Linked DNA regions of Mus musculus: region 1 is linked to region 2. The links are chromatin contacts, called in public promoter capture Hi-C maps. All regions are on one chromosome and are shown on one strand. Each heading gives the region's core, a stretch centred on a gene start, on an enhancer-like site or on the middle of the called end of the contact. The rest is flanking DNA. Distances are from core to core; before and after follow the strand shown.

The links. Promoter capture Hi-C pulls out the DNA fragments that hold promoters and counts their contacts.
Region 1: a contact with region 2 is called in a promoter capture Hi-C map of pre-B cells, with 2.6 times the contacts expected there. The contact joins the enhancer-like site here to the promoter of Vegfd in region 2. A contact is called at or near these places in 5 of 39 promoter capture datasets (the 3T3-L1 cell line, frontonasal cranial neural crest, hippocampal neurons and 2 more), 1 of 15 datasets of contacts at CTCF or cohesin (CD8 T cells), 6 of 484 Hi-C or Micro-C datasets (the HL-1 cell line, the N1E-115 cell line, embryonic fibroblasts and 3 more), 3 of 115 datasets of contacts at active chromatin or transcription factors (CD8 T cells, effector CD8 T cells and embryonic stem cells) and 3 of 9 other capture datasets (adipose tissue, liver and pancreatic islet).

The regions. Positions count from the first base shown.
Region 1 is chrX:164,320,253-164,327,179 of GRCm38.p6, reverse strand. All of the region lies in intron 5 of Pir (pirin), which reads right to left. Among named protein-coding and RNA genes, the nearest start is that of Gm22023, 41 kb to the right of the region's middle. Within about 2 kb of position 3,794, at least 11 of the 459 cell types and tissues checked have an H3K27ac peak or open chromatin away from gene starts, as enhancers often do. A contact at or near this core is called in CD8 T cells, effector CD8 T cells and pre-B cells, where this site is marked.
Region 2 is chrX:164,369,550-164,375,518 of GRCm38.p6, reverse strand. Vegfd (vascular endothelial growth factor D) reads right to left here and starts at 1,997. Exons shown (of 7, transcript NM_010216.2): 1 at 1,600-1,997. The coding sequence starts at 1,689. Pir (pirin) reads right to left here. Exons shown (of 10, transcript NM_027153.3): 10 at 2,506-3,066. The coding sequence ends at 2,954.

The DNA.
Region 1 (6,927 bases), core at 2,545-5,044, 50 kb after region 2:
GAGTGTTCCTCTTTCTCCACATCCACGCCAGCATCTGCTGTCACCTGAATTTTTGATCTTAGCCATTCTGACTGGTGTGAGGTGGAATCTCAGGGTTGTTTTGATTTGCATTTCCCTGATGATTAAGGATGTTGAACATTTTTTCAGGTGCTTCTCTGCCATTCGTTATTCCTCAGGTGAGAATTCTTTGTTCAGTTCTGAGCCCCATTTTTAAATGGGGTTATTTGATTTTCTGAAGTCCACCTTCTTGAGTTCTTTATATATGTTGGATATTAGTCCCCTATCTGATTTAGGATAGGTAAAGATACTTTCCCAATCTGTTGGTGGTCTTTTTGTCTTAATGACGGTGTCTTTTGCCTTGCAGAAGCTTTGGAGTTTCATGAGGTCCCATTTGTCAATTCTCGACCTTACAGCACAAGCCATTGCTGTTCTGTTCAGGAACTTTTCCCCTGTGCCCATATCTTTGAGGCTTTTCCCCACTTTCTCCTCTATCAGTTTCACTGTCTCTGGTTTTATGTGAAGTTCCTTGATCCACTTAGATTTGACCTTAGTACAAGGAGATAGGAATGGATCAATTCACATTCTTCTACATGATAACAACCAGTTGTGCCAGCACTAAATGTTGAAAATGCTGTCTTTCTTCCACTGGATGCTTTTAGCTCCCTTGTCGAAGATCAAGTGACTATATGTGTGTGGGTTCATTTCTGGTTCTTCAATTCTATTCCATTGGTCTAGTTGTCTGTCAGTATACCAGTACCATGCAGTTTTTATCATAATTGCTCTGTAGTAAAGCTTTATGTCAGGCATGGTGATTCCCCCAGAGGTTCTTTATTCATTGAGAAGAGTTTTTGCTATCCTCGGTTTTTTGTTATTCCAGATGAATTTGCAGATTGCTCCTTCTAATTCATTGAAGAATTGAGTTGGAATTTTGATGGGGATTGCATTGAATCTGTAGATTGCTTTTGGCAAGATAGCCATTTTTACAATGTTGATCCTGCCAATCCATGAGCATGGGAGATCTTTCCATCTTCTGAGATCTTCTTTAATTTCTTTCTTCAGAGACTTGAAGTTTTTATCATACAGATCTTTCACTTCCTTAGTTAGAGTCACGCCAAGATATTTTATATTATTTGTGACTATTGAGAAGGGTGTTGTTTACCTAATTTCTTTCTCAGCCTGTTTATTCTTTGTGTAGAGAAAGGCCATTGACTTGTTTGAGTTAATTTTATATCCAGCTACTTCACCGAAGCTGTTTATCAGGTTTAGGAGTTCTCTGGTGGAATTTTTAGGGTCACATATATATATATATATATATATATATATATATATATATATATATATATATACTATCATATCATCTGCAAAAAGTGATATTTTGACTTCCTCTTTTCCAATTTGTATCCCCTTGATCTCCTTTTGTTGTCGAATTGCTCTAATACTTCAAATACTATGTTGAAAAGGTAGGGAGAAAGTGGGCAGCCTTGTCTATTCCCTGATTTTAGTCGGATTGCTTCCAGCTTCTCTCCATTTAATTTGATGTTGGCTACTGGTTTGCTGTAGATTGCTTTTATCATGTTTAGGTATGGGCCTTGAATTCCTGATCTTTCCAAGACTTTTATCATGAATGGGTGTTGGATCTTGTCAAATGTTAAGCCTTATTTTTTGATTGTTCTTAAACACTTTAACCTCCTTTCTAGTCTACCACCCACCAGAAGTATTGGGAAAGAAAGGATATGAGGGAAAGTGGACCTGTTTAGAAAGGTTCTTTGAAGCAAATCCTATCTGTGTTGTCTCGAAATCAACAGCTCAGTTCACAGATTAGCTGTGGCAGCTTGAACACTTAATGGATACACCAGCAGTCCAGTTCAGCAGAGTCAGGTTGGCAAGAGCAGTGACATGACCTAGCAGAGACAGCTAGGCATCAGCCTCAGCACAAGTTAGCAAGAGGGACCAAGGAGGAACACGGGGAAACGTTCCAGGATATATTTCTCTCAGCAGAGTGAAGATCAGAGAGACCAACAAGCTAGCTAGCTCTACCAGAAAGCCAAGCTCAATCTCTGTCACTGTTCATCAAGTCCTATTTATAGCTCTCCAAACATCACGTGTCCTCCACGGGTCTTGCCTCAGCACATGCATCTGTCTCAGCTGACATCTCTCTGTCAGTCAGCCAGAGTCCGAGGAAGCAGCAAGAAACTGCAGCACACCACCAGAAGGTTTTGGTTTGTATGGAATCCTGACAAATGAAGCTCAACTACACAATGTAAGGCAGACCAATACATGGGTGCTGTTGGGAAAGAATCTTTTATCACGAGTCCTTTCACACGTTTGCGTTAGTAGAACATCCTTTCTTTCATGTCTGCTTCAGCCAAACGTTCCTTCACAAGTCTGCCTTAGCTTTTCACCTGTATCCTACCTCAGGAAAACACCCCTTCACTTGTTTGCCCCAGCAAAGCACCATCCAACTGATTTTCCAAAGAAACCTTAAGTTTTCATTTCAGTACACACACACACACACACACACACAAAATACAGGTTTTATTTTTTGTTGTTTTTGTTTGAAAAGCAAGAAGATTTTGATTTTTTACTGTCTCGTCTCTCTGGGAATTCAGTTGAAGTAGCAGATATAAATTGTGTTTATTCAACTCCAAGACAATAATGTCAATGTCAAATGCACTTTGAGAAAGTCTGGATTTACTACTTTTATTGCATACCAATAGGTACATTGTATCCTTCCCTTCTGTGTTTGTGTATCTTTATGTACATTAAAGTATGAATAGTTACTCAAATAATGAGGACTTATCTATATCATATTCTCTCTCATTAAAACTAAACATTGGCTGTGTGTCTGTGATAAACTGAAAAACACAATCCCTCAACAAATTTTAGTACAGACTTGCCAAATGAACTTAAATTTCAGCAATGAAATTATTTTATTTTACCTCTTTTTCTGGTTGTTGAGTTTTGTTTATTTGTTTGTTTTTGGTTTCAATTACCAGTGCCCATGAAGGCACAGAATTCCAAAGCTATTTTTCCTCCTCCTTTCTTTTCATGTCATAATTCTCTATTGGAAATGTTTGCAAAATGCTCGAAAGTGTTTTAAGCTTGTATTCCTTAAAATCTTATTGTTTGGGAGCCATGCAATCAAGTTTCAAGAAGATAAGCAATGCATCATAAGAGATTAAGGGTACATTTTCCTAGCCACTGCCAATTCAGTGGTTGGGGCTGGTCTCTATTTCTCTAGAAACAAGTCAGCATTAAAGCCCTAATGAGTCTCAGGCAACACTCCTATAATGATCTCTAAACATTCAAGACAAAATAAGGCCTATGAAACCACTTCCTTCCAAAAGCCAACTACCTTCATTTCTTCAAAGCCTTCCCAGTTACCCTGACTTTTGGTTTCACGCCCTTGACAGGCTGGCTTCCTTCCTCTTCTTTTATTTATAAATCTGCTCTTAATTAGGAGATGGAAATTGCTCCCATATGGAACCCATATGCTTAAAACCATTTTCCCAGGACAGAGAGACTGCTACATTTCTCTCGGTGACTGGGGCAACCTGAAGTATCTTCCATTTTACTACTGTTCCTGCCACAGATGAAGGTTGTCTGTTTATATTCCTGAGGTTTGCTCCTTCTCCCACCATGCTGTGTGCCACGGAAAACAAGTGTCAGAGATCTAGTGGCACACAAGATGTGTAAACACACCATATTTCTTTCAGGGAGCTGTTTTGTGAGGTTTTTTTTTTTTTTTAAGCGTCAACTTCACCAATTGACTATAATAGCCCAAGGAAGTGAATTAGTCTAAGGCGCTCCATGAGGGAATAGCAATCCCAGTGCTCTGTAAGAAAAGCAAGCAGAGTTGTTAGCTTCTATGCTGTCATTATCCTATTAGGCCACCTCCGAGTGCTGCCTATTGTGTTTTGTGGGTGGTGTGTGTGTGTGTGTGTGTGTGTGTAACTTGTGAGCTTAACATGAATATTACTGTAAACCTCTAGCCATGTTTCTTGCTGGTTCCCTTATGGGTGAAAATTACCACAACCCAAAACAAATTTGTTAACATAATTATTTGGTTAGACATTGTTTTGTTTTGTTTTTCCTCTGAAAGTATACACTGCTTGTCAGTGTCTTTTCTCAGCTCTATAATTTTTGCTACACTTCAGAGCAGGTTTGAAACACCATAGTTTTTACATCTACTCTGCTGTTACAAGGTTACATATTCTAATCAATTCCCTATTTGGACATTTATATATTCCCCTCATTATAGACACTAAGGAGAAGAATTAATTGCTAATGAGGAAAAACATAAAAACAAACTAACCTGCCTAAAACTTTTGAAAAGTGTGTATGCGGGCATGTAAGAGTAACAGAAAAGAACGAGCCTAAAGGCAATGTCTCTATAGTACAAATCTATATTTCTTTACTGGGACAAAACATCAGTACGTTAATTTCTTACAGTAACTGGCTTGCTTCCAACTAAATTCTCTTTTATCAAGTCACTTAGGAAACGCCTGTAAAAACAGTTGACTATCTTAGCTTTCACTTCATTTAAGAAGCAAAAATTGGTATTACCATACTTTTTCAATTTGACACTTAGTTTGCATAATATTATCAATTTAGCAAAGAATACTAAATATTGTTATTATAAGAATAATAATTGCTGGGCGTGGTGGCTCACACCTTTAATCCCAGCACTTAGGAGGCAGAGGCAGGCGGATTTCTGAGTTCGAGGCCAGCCTGGTCTACAGAGTGAGTTCCAGGACAGCCAGGGCTACACAGAGAAACCCTGTCTCAAAAAAAAAGAAAGAATAATAATTAATATATTGAACATATATTCTATATGTTCATATTATATGTACCTGAGTACCAGGTGCTGAATGGGGACTTATTATATGTGAGTTAGGCCACTTGGCTTTCCCTTTTTAAACAAAACAAACCTTTCTTTTTTTTTTACTTTGCATATTTTTTTTGCCTCCACCTATGTATGTGCACCACATGTATACCTGGTATCTGAACAGGGCAGAGTAGAGCACTGTCTCCCCTGGAACTGGAATTAGAGATGATTGCAAGCAACCATGGAGGTACTGGGAATCAAACCTGGGTCCTCTGAAAGCAGCCAGTGCTTTTAACTGCTGAGAGATCGCTCCAGCCCCATATTTCCTTTTTAAGAAACTGTGTACTCACTAGCATATTGCTTTTTCTGGCTATCTATTAATTCTTTCTTGCAAAAGAACACTGATGGAGGACCTATAACCGCTTTCCTCTTTTACTGCTCTTCTCTCATCGGTGCTAAGGCTTCAACTCAGCCTTGTACACACTAGGCCAGATCTCTAGCATGGAGCTACATCCTCAGCTGACAATCTGTAATATATTCCAGTCATTACATTTCTAGGTACACTTGGCTCAATCTTTCTCTGCTGGCAAAATGGGAACGTCTCAGTGGGGAAACCCAGGTGTTTATCAACTGGCTCAGGGGTTCCATCTAACAGAAAGTCATTTAGCACCCAAGAGCTCCTAGAATCATGTTGTACATCTCTCTTGTGGCTGTCCAAGCTCCTCTGTTTCCTCTCAGACACCTTTCCATGCATCCACATGGAGAGCCATGCCTTCCAAGGTGTGAGGAATTTAAAAGTAGATTTTCCACCGTATTTATAGCAGACTCCTAACTTTAGACTAGACCAATGATCTTTAATAAAATGATGTCTTCTGTCTCTAACCTAAAGCACTCTAATTTTTTGAATTCTTGATTATGTTGAACAACTTCAGATAAGAAGCAGGACAGATTAATTTCTATCCTCACTGTCAAAATAATGTGGGACAAACTAAAACCCTGTAATCTTATTTGGATGATTACATGAATCGCTACATAGAGAGAAGACTAGGAGCTCTTAGACTACACGTCAATGCCTCTGTGCAGTGTAGGAGTTGAGAAGGGTCAGAAAGCAGTGTGACCTCTATGGACAATAAAAGATGCAGACAGGATTGAGCATTGAGTTTCTTAACTGTCAGAGAATTTTGGACACAGTGAAATTATCTTTCGGTGTAGTTTCCATAGAATCATCTTCCAAGCAGCCCTTTAATTAACAGTAACACTCTATTTCCTTTTCCTGCCTTTTGTTTATGGGAGAGGGAGCAAGGAGAGGAGGACTAAAGGCAATGAGAGTGAAGATGCTGATGAAACTCAGAGACCTGAAAGTTAACTGGTAACAGGGTCACAGTGAAACTGGAGTTTGATTTCTTCACCCTTTGAGTCTGTATCCTTCCCATAAGGATGCAGATGTCCCACATCTTGGATATTTAATCCAAGACAAAGAGAAAAAACTCCATTTTCTTTAAAAAAAATACATAGCCCAATAAAAGTGAGACCACAAACAGCCTCTATATCTGCCAACAAGGAGCCTTCCTATTCTTTGTCTCTAGTCCAGAGGCAATAAGTTCTAAAATTGAGTCAGCAAATCTATTACACAATGCTAAAATATTCCTTACGGGGCATTATGATATTTTTAATCTGTATTGGCTCCATTTGGTATTTACTAAAATATTTTAAGAGTTCTTGCAAGAAAGTGCATCAAGATCTAACATGAGAAACTATTTGGCAAGGATAAGATTTCATTGTATGATAAAGAGGAAATGCATCATGGGACAAGTCTTCTCCTCTGTGATTGTTTGCAGGACATTCGGACACACACAGAAGTGGATGCAAATATCTGATGAAAGGTACCATTTTTCATATAGGAGAAGGATCTTAAAGCTTTAAGCTTTGTAACATGAAAATTAGCTAAAAGTAGCCATGTCCAACAAATTTATGCACAAGAGTTGAACGATGTGACACAGAGAGAAAGGTTCACATGAAATGAGGCAAGATTCAGGAACCTTGGTATGAAGTCAAGGCCTTTGTGCAAAGAGCTGTGTGATCCTTGGGAACGCTTTGTG
Region 2 (5,969 bases), core at 748-3,247:
TGTGTGTCCCCAAACTTTAATTACAGGCAGCACTTCATATAAGAAACAATCTAATTTAGCTGGGGGCCCGGTAGCTGTAAACTCACTAGATGTAGCTTCCCTCTTTTTCAAGGGAAAATATAAGGACATGTAAGAGAAACATTGAAAGGCATGTTAGTAAACACATGTTGCACATTTGCCATCTGTTAGGGCATGTTTTCTGTCACATAAAAATCCAGTCGCTCTTTCTCACTGCCCCATTCAAGAAATTTAAGTAGAAACAGTAAACTTAAAACTTCACTATATCCAGGACACAGAGAGGATTCTGGTAGCTGTGTCTATAAAAGAGTAAAAATTCTGAAGAGGGATGACTTCACTGGGGCATAGGGTTGAAGGCTGGTAGTAAGTGAACTGTCGAACAGTATTATGTACTATGCTGGGTTAGAAAGTCTTCGATGTAGCAGCCTGACTCTTTCAAGCTTTGTGAGTCCAAAATGCACATGGCAGAAAGGACACTTCTCAGCTCTACCTGACTGCCACCAGCCTTGATATTGGACCTCCATGTCAGGCTGCAGGGGAAAGGAAATCCACTTTTGAGTATAGTTGACAGGGTGAAAACTGTAAATGGAGCAGTTAGTCTTGACCTATGAAACCTGGATGCAGAGTTACTACCTGTTTATGGACTCTATGCATATGATGGTTCCCATGTCAAAGAGTTCACATCGTCATGAACTAATTTTCCCCTCTGGGGGGCGATATGCTCCCCCGTATGGAAAATTCAAGCCATAAAACTCAAGCCCACATCTGATTTCTATCTGCTCATAGCCAGAGATTTCTAAATCAGTCATGATTTAGTAGCACTCCAGTCAAAACAATTGCATCCGGGTCCTTTTCAAAAATAAAAAGGCTTGAAAGATACAAAATATGAAACGAAAATGTTATTCTAGCAGTCAGTAATCCCATTGTTCATCCTTTTTGCATGGTTCTCAATGTCTTGGGCTGTCCTTGATGCCTGCTCATAGAACCAAAGATCTGCTGACTACTTTATCTTAGACACATTTCTCTAAAGCAGAAACAGGAAAACAAAAACAAACCCCAAGAAAACTTGTCTTTCCTGAATGGTAGCAATTGGTAATTGGTAATAAGCAAAACCAGACAGAAAACATCCACACACACACACACACACACACACACACACACACACAAAAACCACTGTGATTTTCAATTTACAGAAGAAATTACTCAACCTGGCTGCTCACAAAAACCTACAAACCAAGGGCCCACAAAATTGTGTGTGTCACAGAGGCAAATCACAGCTTCAACAGAAAACCACTGTGCCATCTGCAAGCACAACTGGGAGCAAACTGGTTCCGTGTCAAAGATTTCCAGAATGCTCATGTTCTGTCCCCATTCCAAACACACACACACACACACACACACACACACACACACACACACACTTTCAAACATTCATGGTAAGAAACTTATTAAGCCCCCAAAGTAAAGCATTAATACACACAGGCTAAGAATAGGCAGGGCTTTTAGACTGCTTCAAAACCAGCGAGGGCAAAGGACTTTTTCTGTGAAAGCCAATAAAGAGAAATATTCAAGCTCACCTACCTTCACTGGTCCATGTTCGCTCCTGAAGCCCTGCACCAAGTACACATGGAACATCATGAGGATATTCCCCATTCCCCATTCTCCATACATTTTGAATATTTTAAATGTCTACCGATGACTAAGCAGTTGTTTCCAGGCAGCTACTGAAAAGTGTTGCAAAAGGCATTCTCCAGAAGCAAAGTTTGAAGCCCCAAACTTTACATGGAAAAAAACAATCACATGATCAGTTGTAATTAAAATCCAATGAAATGACTTGAGTAAGTCAAGGGACTCCCTCACTGCCTCACACACAATCTTAGTATGGGAGAAAGCAATGAAAAATATTTCAAAGTTTCCCGCTGCAAAAATAATCAGGAGGTGGTCATATCTTCCACTTGAAACTAGAAATCACTCTACAGACATTTCTTATCCAGAAAGTTGAAGATAAAAAAAAAAACCCCACCCTACGCTCAAGGTTCTAGCTGCTTTATAAGGAGGTGGTATGACCACAAACACTTGCAGTTACAGCAGGCTAAAACCCAACTATGGATTCAAACTTTTTCACAACCTTCAAGAGAGCTTGCAGGAGCATATGTCTTAAATCTGACAGAGTTTGGCAGAAAACGCTGGGAAGTCTTGGCTGGAATCCTGCTGTGTTCCTAGCAAGAGCAGGGCAGTTTTAAAAGCTGACTCACATGGGCAGGACTGCTGTGTTTTTTTTTTTAAGCACGTTGCCTGTAACATGAAACCCAGAACACAGTTCTGATGGCCAGGATGGCAGATGGGCTTCAGTAGAGGGACTTTAGATGCTCAGATATCTGCTGTCAGCAGCACAGAAAGCAGCAGCAACAAAAAACATGCTTCAAGAAACCCCAAAGGGCAGAGAATAAAAAGGCATCTATCTACTCCCATATAAAAAAGCACATGTAAATAGCAATTAATTTTTATAGGTGCTTAATAATTTCTACCAAATGAAGAACATTGATTTTTTAAAAGCAACAAGTAAAATTATTTGCATGTATCAGGAAATATTTTACATATGTTACTGCCATTTTTTTATTGTTTGTAGTTTTCCTTTTTAAATTAAACATATTCTTTGACAATTTCAAACATGAATATAATGCATTCTGAAGATTCATTACAAAAAAACATCTTTTTAATGTGGAATTCTATTTTTTATTTTTCCATTTTCAAGACAGATGGGCTTGGAAATCGGAGATACCCAATGTCTCTGACTCCTAGAGTGCTGGGATTAAAGGACTCTGCATCACTAAGCCCAGCTTAATGTGGCTTCAGAAGCACCAGCTAAACTAGCCTTGGAAATTTAATATACCGAATGGCCAGTCCATCCAAGTGGCAGCGTCTCAGCTCTTCATTAGTTTCCAATCTTTGACTTCCAGGTTCTGGCCCCCTCAAAACCATTTTTTGCATTTCTGAAATCAAGAATGGCCTGAGAAATTTCCTCATTGGTATTCATCACAAATGGACCTAGGGCAGAAAGAGACATTCACAAAGTTCTGGGTGATGACATGTTCCTCTATCACTATAATTGTTATGTATTCCTATAGCTCCTCAGTTAAAACAAAATCTAGGCATAGCTGGGCATCAATAGCCCATTTTCACACTGTTCAGTCATACGGAACTAGTTAGCATTTGTGTTTTGTGGCTAGGACTATATACAATTATATGTTATCATTCAGACCAGACTTAGATAAACAGGATTGAGTCTCACTGTCTACTGAAGGTTCCTCACAAGCAATGACAATCCCTTTTTCCAGCACATTCTGTAGTTGTTATTTTGTAGATCCTGAACTTATGGCAGGAATTGAACCAACTTGATATTATAAAACCAGCTAGATTGTAGCAGAGTTTTGGTATCTGGCTAAGCAGTGGACGGGGCTCTGCCTTTCTGGGATGTGTCTCAATCTATTTTGAAAACTAACAGAATTTTCCTTACAACAAAGAGAAGTATTAATCACTTCCAAACAACTTGCACATTTGCATTTTTTGGTAGTTCTCCAGAAGATACCTTCATGTGCCCTATAGGAACCATAGAGTAGGTCAAGTTTTTAAGTTTGGCTAGTTTCTCCTTCCTGTCACGAGTCACTATCATACTCTTGCAAGTAAAGGGACTTTCGTCTTTCTTTAACTTTTTTTAATGTTTCTATTGTTTTATCTTTCATTCCCATCATAATTTATCTTCCCACCCCCCCACCATTCCAAAAGATATGTTATACTAGTGTGATCATCCTCTTGCCAGGGATCACCAACACCATAGCTTTAATAAATTTTATTAATATATTTCAAGGCAAGAAGCATTTTTAAAAATTATTTCATAGTGTTAACCATTTTTTTGTAATTCATCAAAGGGCTAGGAAAAGGCCACTTTAGATTTTATCAGTCAAACAGACCAAATACTGGGTCAAGGACTCACTTGCTGCACATAATAATTTTCCCATTGTTTCCCCAGTGAGGCCACACTAATCTTATGCCACAACTTTCTGTAGTATGTATCTATATCCTATTTTGACACCATACCATGTCCCTCAGTTTTATAAACTGTCCTTGGGTCACCTAGGAAGGTGTAGGGAACAGAGGAAGTCTTGACTGAATGTGTATTATTGATAAGAACCAATGTCTCCAACTGCAGAGACCACCCACACAGAGACCCCACAGAGATGAGCTAACTTCTTTCCCCTGTGCTACACACACACACATACACACACACACACACACACACACACACACACACACACACACACATGAAAAGTGCCAAGATTCTGGGTTGTAGCATAGTCAGTGGTACCAAGTACAGGGCAACCGAGTCCAGCTCTCTGAAGATGTGTCTGTATGTCCATCTTTTCTTCATTCCCTTGTCACCCTAGACAGGTTTCCAGTGTGGTTTTGAAGACTCAATAAATTAGCACTTGCAAAAGACTATGACCGATTCTTAGTAAATAGTAAATGGCATCAATGCATATGCTAAGAAAATGAAATATCTGCATTTTTTTCTCACTTGTAGGAGGGACATAACTCCATCAAAGTTAAGATAGTTTTCCATTCCAACATGCTATGACTTCTATGCCTAATGTCATCATTCTGACCACTCAATCACAGGAGGAGCAGGCTGTTAATAATTCACAAAAACCACAACCAGCCGCCAAGTACTCAGGATGTTTGTGGCTGCCTATAAACATGCAAAGGCAAAACAAAACAAAAAACGTAAAAAGGAGACTAAATTAAGCTAACTAGACAAAATGCTTTGCCTCTAGTAACTGACAGCCCAAGAGGCATATATTTTTGTCTGATTAATGTTGGCTGGTGTTTACAAGAATACCCAGTGTCGGAGGCACTGGAAGAGGATTTGCATACACAGTGCCTGCCATTTTGCTTTGTCATCTTCATTTCAACTGGACTCTTGAACTTCTAAAAACTGCTATGGAGGAAAGGGCTAACGTAAAAGGGTTTCACCCCAAGCACACTTCTCCTCTACAAATTCCAGTCTACAACTAGATAATGAGCCTACTACATTTGGTTGTAGTTTTCTTTGCAGAAGAACAATTTTATTCAGTCGTGACAAAAGGAAGAAGGGACTATGAACCTTGGGAGGGACATTTTGAACTGTACAAATTTAACGTGAAATGTCACAAACTGGGGAAATATGATTTAATATCCCCCCTAAATTATTGCTGGAAGAAAAAAAGAATACTTTCTAAATATTCCGTGTGATTTAAATGCATGACCAGCTGGGGCTTATCTGAGATCATAGTTTATGCCTGGGGATTCATGCCAAGTAATGGAATATGATAAGATCTTAAGTCATGCTTAATTAAATACTCAGTGAGTTGCACAGTATGTTTTGTAGGCAAAAATATAAATAACAAGTTGGGTTCTAGGTGCTTTTAGGTTTTTGTCATTTAATAAAGTGCCAATGATACAAGGACATCAAGATCCAAGAGGTTGAAGTGATTGCGTATCTCTGCCAGCATTTCCTACCTTCAACTACAGCACTGCCTCCTCCACACACTAATTCTATTTCTGTTTCTTCAAAAATATTTATTTTAAGTAAGTGCGCACGTGTGTGTGTGTGTGTGTGTGTGTGTGTGTGTGTGTGTGTGCATGTGCGTGTACCTGTGCAGATGCCCAAGGAGGGCCAGAAGAGGGCATTAGAACTTCTGGAGCTGAGAACTAAGATCAAATCCTCTGCTAGTGGAGTATGCACTGCTGAGCCATCATTCCAGCCCCCTCTATTTTTTTTTTATTTAAACTACTATAGAAAATTTCAAAGAAGTATTATTCATAAGAGGCTCATACTAAAATATATACACTAAAAATAGAATAGATTGCAAGGACAGTACTGGCTATGATTTGAATATTGATTTTCCCCTCCA